Linked DNA regions of Astyanax mexicanus: region 2 is linked to region 1. The links are chromatin contacts, called in public Hi-C maps. All regions are on one chromosome and are shown on one strand. Each heading gives the region's core, a stretch centred on a gene start, on an enhancer-like site or on the middle of the called end of the contact. The rest is flanking DNA. Distances are from core to core; before and after follow the strand shown. Region 1 overlaps insrb (insulin receptor b). Region 2 holds the start of s1pr4 (sphingosine-1-phosphate receptor 4).

Region 1 (3,640 bases), core at 531-3,030:
ATACCGTTTTGGATCGGTCCCATCTCTAGTGACAATCCAGTTGGTTTCAGATGGATTTTTGTCAGACAACAGTTGAGTCTAAATTCTAAAGTTGATGCTGTGGGATGGTTCACTTTAATGAATGTTTACATCTGACAGGAAGTGAGGGTGGTTAGGCTGAAGCTTACTGTCTGGCATGAAGAAGTATGTGGGTTCAGTCCAGGAGCCATTTCCAGCCAAGGAAGTAGCTCTGATTCGGACGCTGTAGTTCCCAGGATGACCAACTCTCAGTTTGCAGCCCCTGGTCTTCTCATAACTAATCCTGGACACACAGTGATGCAATTCCTGAGAAAAAAGAAAGAAAGACAAAACATTGGCATTTGTTTTTTAAAAAAACAGTTCATTTATTTGAGATGAGAGGGTTTAGACAGTTGCCATAGCAACAGAAACACTCATACAGAGCTCTCAAAAACACATTTGTCTCTCTGGAAAACTCATTAAAAAGAAGATTTAACCAGACTGAAATCTTAATCAGTGTACAGGAGCTGCTGTAGGAAGCTGCCTAAAAATGCTCTGATAGGTTAATAATTATAGTAATGCATTAAAGAGCTGTAAAATAAGACAGACAAAATAATTTCAATACCAGTGTGTGGACTGAACTATGATTAATTTTTTCACAAAACATTTTTTTTTTCCTGATATGTCTACCGTCAAGACTTAAAACTAAAATCTAGGGGCGCCGAGTGGTCCAGCAGTCTTAATCGCTGCCACTATGAGCGGGAAGTCGCACACAGCACTTGCTCAATATAAAACCTCATGTTGCAAAACATTAATTATTATAATACATCATCCAGTTTTATTCTATTCAGTGTGAAATATAAATTATGTTGTTTGTGGTGACGCATATTGACTGACACTAACCTCAGTATCAGAAACTCGACGGTAGTTAATCTCATACAGAACAATCATGCCATTTGGAGCTTTCGGTTCCTGCCAGTGGATGTAAACAAACTCCGGCTCTTCTGGAAGGATCTCATGAGTGACTGCTCCGAAGATATCGTCAGCTTTGACTGCAGACAAAAAAAAAAAAAAAAAAAAAAATTATATATATATATATATATATATATATATATATATATATATATATATATATATATATATATATATATATATATATATATACGCTGGATTTAGCCGTTAGCCAGGCTTAGATGAAATTTTGTTACAGTTGGGTTTTGATGGTATTTAAATGTAGAGAATGATTTTGGGATACAGTCAGGATGAGAAACAGTCCTATAGTCAGTTGTTGTGTTACAAGCTGGTCCAGAAGCAAATGAATTGGGATACAGTCCTGTTGTGGATGAAATTGTTTGTTACAATCTGGTTCCAATAGATTTTTTGAGGTACAGTTCGGTTTTGATGGAATATCAATAGATTAGTCAGTTTCAGACAAATTTTGTTAGGGAAAAGTTGGGTTCAGATGGATTGTGTTCAGGAGTATGTGCTATAGGTGGGGTTGAACTGGGCAAACAGTGTTATTGTTAGACTACAATTTTTTTCAGATAAAATAAAGGCTGTAGGATACAGTGGTTTGTGTGGCTGGTCAGTGAATACTAACCTTCAGGCATGGTGCGTGCGCTGACGTAGGTGGCCATGCTGCAGAAGGCAATGTCGGTAAGGTGATTACAGGCCTGGATCTCGATCTGGTAGCTAGTGAAGTGATGAAGGTGGGAGATGACGATGGACTCTTTGGAGCTAACTATGAGGACCTGCTTTTTCTTCTGTTCCTCTGGGCCTATAGTGGGGGCGGAGACATTTGGGAAGGTGGGGGGTGTGATCAGGAGGGTGGAGTGGGTGGAGTTAGCTATTCCCAATGACCGGCGGCGACGGGATGGTCTAAAACAGACAGATATACAGACAGACCATTAGCAATGCAGGCTCATATAAAACAGTATTTCAAAAGTATTAAAACAATTGAGACCAAATACTATTTATGAACATAGCCTTTTTGTCTGCCAGACACTGTCATAAGGCCTGGTATTTATATAAAAACTGTTTGCTGACATTTTAAACCACCACAGCCCCACCTCCAGCTAGTCTATTATCAGCTATTAACAGTTAAATCCAGTAGATGGCACCAACACCTACTTCAGAAAAATCCCTCAACCCCTGTGATTGTTCCAAATGTTCCCAATAGATGGCACTACTCCTACTGAATTTAAAAAAAGAATCATTGAGTCTACTGGGAGGTTCAAGTCAAGCACTAATGAGTCCTGATCTGCAACAAGATCATTCAGCACTCATTTATCAATAGGTACAGTGGTTTGCACAAAGGATGTAATTGTTTAACTAGATTAGAAAGCACTATCCCACATTATTAACACATAGTTGTAAACCCCTTCCTACAGTTTAATGACAATGCTTTCATGTACTGGGCAAATTATTAGAAACCCCATGAGCTTCTCTAACTGGCCACTTTATTAGAAATCTCTGCCTTTTGCTTTACTACCATATATGTCCACCATATATGTACTACAATATATATGTCTGCGTGGATATTTTGTTTGAACTCTCCTCAATTGTGTTTTCACTCACAGGCCATTCATACCTTGTGCTTCACTAACTAGCCACTTTACTAACACACTGTACCTTGTGTTTTTTGGACTGACATGTCTTTGAAACCCCTACATTATGCTTTACAAACTGGCCATCTTCTAGAACACCTATCTTATGCTTCCTGTCAATGGCAAATTTTGAATTCTATCGACCTTATAATGAAGCTCCACTTTATAAGTAGACAGTTACATAGAGTATGCTGCTGCTAATCCACCACCCTCCACTCCTCTGCACTGCATATCCTCCATATGGAAACCACCTACAGAATAAACAGGCTTTTAAAAGCCCTGAAAGATGAACATTTGTCTTTTCAGAGCGTTTCAATTGGTCTATCAGGAGTCTGACACAGACAGCTCCCAGCGGTGTCTAAATGAGCAAAGAACAGCAAGGGCAGTTGCTGACGTCAGGACCAGGAACACACAGTCATTAAGAGGCCCACTCCCCGGGTGGTGTATAGACACCGTCCTGCTCTCTCCGATTGGTTTTCCGTGATCTGAAGCCCATGCCTCTCATCCAGGCTACTGTAAAACACAATGGGGGACTGCAGCAGATAGCAGAATGCAGCTGCACACAGCGCTGGCTTAATTTAAAACCTTATTTTGCAAAACATTAATCTCTGAATTATTAAATCAGAAGTTCTCAATCATGTAGTAAAGTAACAGCATTTAATAAATAAAGACTTCAAGCAGACCATCTGACTATTCAACAGTTTGTTGTTTTGAGACCTTCTGCCAGCCTGTGATTGCTTCAAAACACCTGTTAATTTGTTCTCAGACCTTAATTCAGAAAAGAATGTGCTATAAACACCTGCTTGTTTGATCTAAGATCCCCCTGACTGTGCCAGTTCATTTGTTCTGCATGTGATTGGTCCTAATCATGATTTTAGTTTTTCTTAGAGACGTCTTTCTTGTTTTAAGACCTCCCTCTGACTGTGATTGGACCTAATCACCAACTTGTTTGTTCTGTTACCTCCCCCTGACTGGAACTTGTCCTAAAACACCACCTCATTGCTTTAGGGCCTCCCCCTAACAGTGATCTTAATCTG
Region 2 (3,640 bases), core at 816-3,315, 170 kb after region 1:
TGTTAGGGTGTAGTTGACACTGCAGGATGTGTTAGTTTCAGATGTGGCTCTTTTTCCTTTACAGACATACATTTTATCATACCAAATAAAGGAAAAAAACAACACCAGTCATTCGGTGATACCTAAGAAAGAGGAAGCTCGCTTAGATTAACAATGAAAAAACTGTTTTCGTGCTTCATTACACCTGAAAAAAAAAGAAATGTAGGTCAAAAGCAAACCGAATATGCTGCAAAGAAGCTAACTGCATTTGTAGTTTGGTTATAATAATTTAGTTTCTGCTTCTGAAGTAAAGCAGTTTAGTTGGTCTAATTACATTAAAGCAAATTAATGAAATGATTTAGACTAGCCAAGCATCACCAGAGTCAACTTTAATCATGCACTGTAAAAATGTAAAGTCAGACCAGTTTAAAATGATGATGATAAGTGTTTTCGAGTAAACTCGGCTTTGTTTAGTCAAAGGTTCTTCTCCTATCATTTTTTTTGGTTCTGCATCTCAATTTGATGAACAACACATAATGAGTTGAGCCGCAAAAACAGCTTAACCGCAGCCAAATCTGATTGATTAAATATTATGCAAGATGTTTATAATGTGCCCCCCTTCTCTATCTGTTTACGGTATATACAGTTAATTTGTATGTTGGCATGTCGGTTATCACATGGTGTCTTCAGACTGGAAGACTTTGCTGTGTTGAGATATGAACTCATGATCTCCTCACACTTGATGAGCAGCCATTAGACTGTAGGGCCACTTGAGAACTTTAAAATGACACTACATAAGAATACAATTTTAAATAAAAATCTAGTAAATTTACCTTCATTTTTGGATACAGAAATGTACACAATTTAAATTTGAGAACACCAAGTTCACTTAAAAAACCTTATGTAAGCCCTTGATACATCATTTTAAATTAGTCCTTACATAGATGGATGCAATTCACAGTTGAAATGACCAAATTTGACTAAAATGTATGGGTGACAGATCTGAGAAGATCATTAGAGTTGCTGTGAAAGATTTCATTTCTCTCACACAGCTGGATGAGGTGAAGTGAGAAAATAAGGGAGGAGGCCCAGAGCCCTGCCAGTTCCTGTTTGCATCTTCTGCGAAACGTTGGGTAACCAATTTTTTTTGCCAAGATTAAGCTGTTGTAAGACTAGAGGTGGCATAATGTTAGAGGCATTGAAAACATCCCTGCAATATCTCTGCGTCATATTGCAACAGCACGTGGGAACAGTAGTGTGTTTGAAGTGTATTCCAGTTGGTTACATAATATCATTTAAATGGTACAAATTATAATGCAATGTGCTAGTTCAGTGTTCTATAAAAAATAAATAAATAAAACTCACAACGGTCACAGAAATAACTTGATCTGACAAAGGAATAATAAATAAAAAATTCCATGAAAATAAATGAAATCTGACATTGACTTTAAACCGTGGTTCAACAGAATTATTTTAAAAAAGTAAACTCATTAAACAGGCCTGGACAAAAAATATGATACCCCTTAAAATAATGTGACCAACTGGGCATGTCAAATCAAGGTGTGTCCACTAATTAGCATCTTGTAATTACAAGCAATCTTGTAATCAGTCAGTGGGTCTATATAGAAGGCTATAGGTACCGTAGTCACTGTGCTGTTTGAGAGGTGCAGAAGTCTCATCGACAGTTATTGTTTGTATATTCATATCATATAAATGAATATATAAATTCCACTATTACATAGACATATATAGACATATATATAGTCAAGCATAACATTATGACCATCTCCTTGTTTCAATACCAATTATCAATTTTTTTTATAGGATTAATTTGTAGGTCTATTGATTATCCTTTTTTCATCCTGTTCTTCAATAGTTACACATTTGTTTGTATATACTGATTAAAGCTATTACAAGTATATTTATGCTGTGACATCCTGTGGCCATGCAGGACATGACACACACATGCATTCCTGGAACACTGTCACAACTCGACAAAAAAGTGTAGAAAGTGTGTTAAAGCTACTTAGCGCTCACATTTTTAGCTCAGCAGACCTTTCTCCATTGGGTGTGTCAATATTTGCTGCAAGATACCGTAAGCTTACTTCCTTGTCAGTGTCAGGGTCACACACACACACACAGGATGGATGGCTACACACACTCCAGCATCAGCAGCAAGAGGTACGTCAGCCTGCAGCACACGCATGCTCCTAAATCCCTACTGACTCACTTTACTAATGCTATTTGTATTGTTATTTTTTGTCTTGTATATAATCATTTTAAAATGTGGAAGATGATTGAAATGATTTACAATATTTTTGTAAAGTTCACAAAAATGTAATTTAAGTTATTTTTTTTTGTTTATTGTTGTTCTCATTTTCTCATAATATTTTTGCACAGTTGTTGTTTTTTGTATGCAATGTGTGACTGAACTATTATAATAATTATAATAATCTAAATATCATGATAGCTGGACAAAAACAATATTCACTTTTGAAATGAATAATTGAAATACAAATAAAATTTAATTTTTATAATGAGTTTTTTTTGCTGAGTTGAAGTTTGGGCATTTAAACATGGCATGTTCTGCAAAACACATGTAAGCCTTTTAAACGTGCTGATAGTAGTAGTAGAGGAAGCCCCACCTTAACCACAAGTGTAGTAGTGAAACCAGAGATATTTAAATGTGCTACTCCACATATAACATGCCACCAATCTAGCCAGGCCACAAACACAGCTGACCAAGTGTTAAGGTTTGTGCCTTTATTTGTTTTACAATTGTTTTTGCCACATTTGAATTTAATCTTTATTTAGAAATAATTATTTCATTATTTTAGTTAGTGTTTATTTAAGTACCTTTACAAGTAGATATACATTACTGCCAGTAACTACCATGGGGTTTTGTGTATCCAATACTAATGATTCAATAACCGCTATGGATTATTATGTATCCACTTTTAATTATTCAGTAAATGCTATGGATAATGAAGTCTCCAATATCAGCTAGTTAATAACTGCTATGGATTACTAAATATCCACTATGCATAGATTAGGTAACCAGTACAAATTATTCAATAACTGCTCATCCACTATGAATTATTCATAGTATTATTATTATGTATTATATATTATGTATTATTATATACCCACTATGAATTATTCGGTTACTATTATTGGTTGTTAAATAACTCATATTACTAATATTTTACAAACAATGAATTATTTAATGTCTACTATAGATTGTTAAGAATCCACTTTAAATTATTCAGTATCTACTATAAATTATTCAATAACAACAATTTACTATTATGTATCCACTACATACACATTATTTGGCCTCAGATATGAAATACTCAGTATCTATTTTGAATTTTTCAGGCCTTTAACAGTTGAATGGATAAAGACCACATATTTGCAATGCTACTATTCAAAGTGCATGCTATCACAATGCAACGCTAACATGTTAAAATGTTTTTCTTGTATTAGGGTGCTCTAAGAGGGGGTGAATCTGCAGGAAATATCTGACTCCATTAGCAGACAGGAGTGAGAGACTTTGATTGCCTGACCAACTCTGAGACAGAGTCAATTCAGTGAGATTCAAATTGCTCCTCCAGTCCACAACGACCACCACCACAGAGTTACCAATGGAGTTCCTGCACAG

The links. A called contact is a pair of places that touch in the nucleus more often than the background predicts.
Region 2: a Hi-C map of blood shows a contact between it and region 1, with 3 times the contacts expected there. The contact joins the promoter of s1pr4 here to the enhancer-like site in region 1. A contact is called at or near these places in 2 of 3 Hi-C or Micro-C datasets (blood and muscle).

Annotation. Positions count from the first base shown.
Region 1 is chr16:26,979,966-26,983,605 of AstMex3_surface, forward strand. It overlaps insrb (insulin receptor b), which reads right to left. Exons shown (of 21, transcript XM_007236547.4): 11 at 1,598-1,875; 12 at 901-1,049; 13 at 168-324. The region is part of intron 3 of LOC107197052 (dynein axonemal intermediate chain 3-like); the gene reads left to right. Among protein-coding and RNA genes, the nearest start is that of arhgef18b, 32 kb to the left of the region's middle. Within about 2 kb of position 1,781, the one cell type or tissue checked has an H3K27ac peak away from gene starts, as active enhancers do.
Region 2 is chr16:27,154,013-27,157,652 of AstMex3_surface, forward strand. It overlaps s1pr4 (sphingosine-1-phosphate receptor 4), which reads left to right and starts at 2,066. Exons shown (of 2, transcript XM_007246206.4): 1 at 2,066-2,160; 2 at 3,466-3,640. The coding sequence starts at 3,624.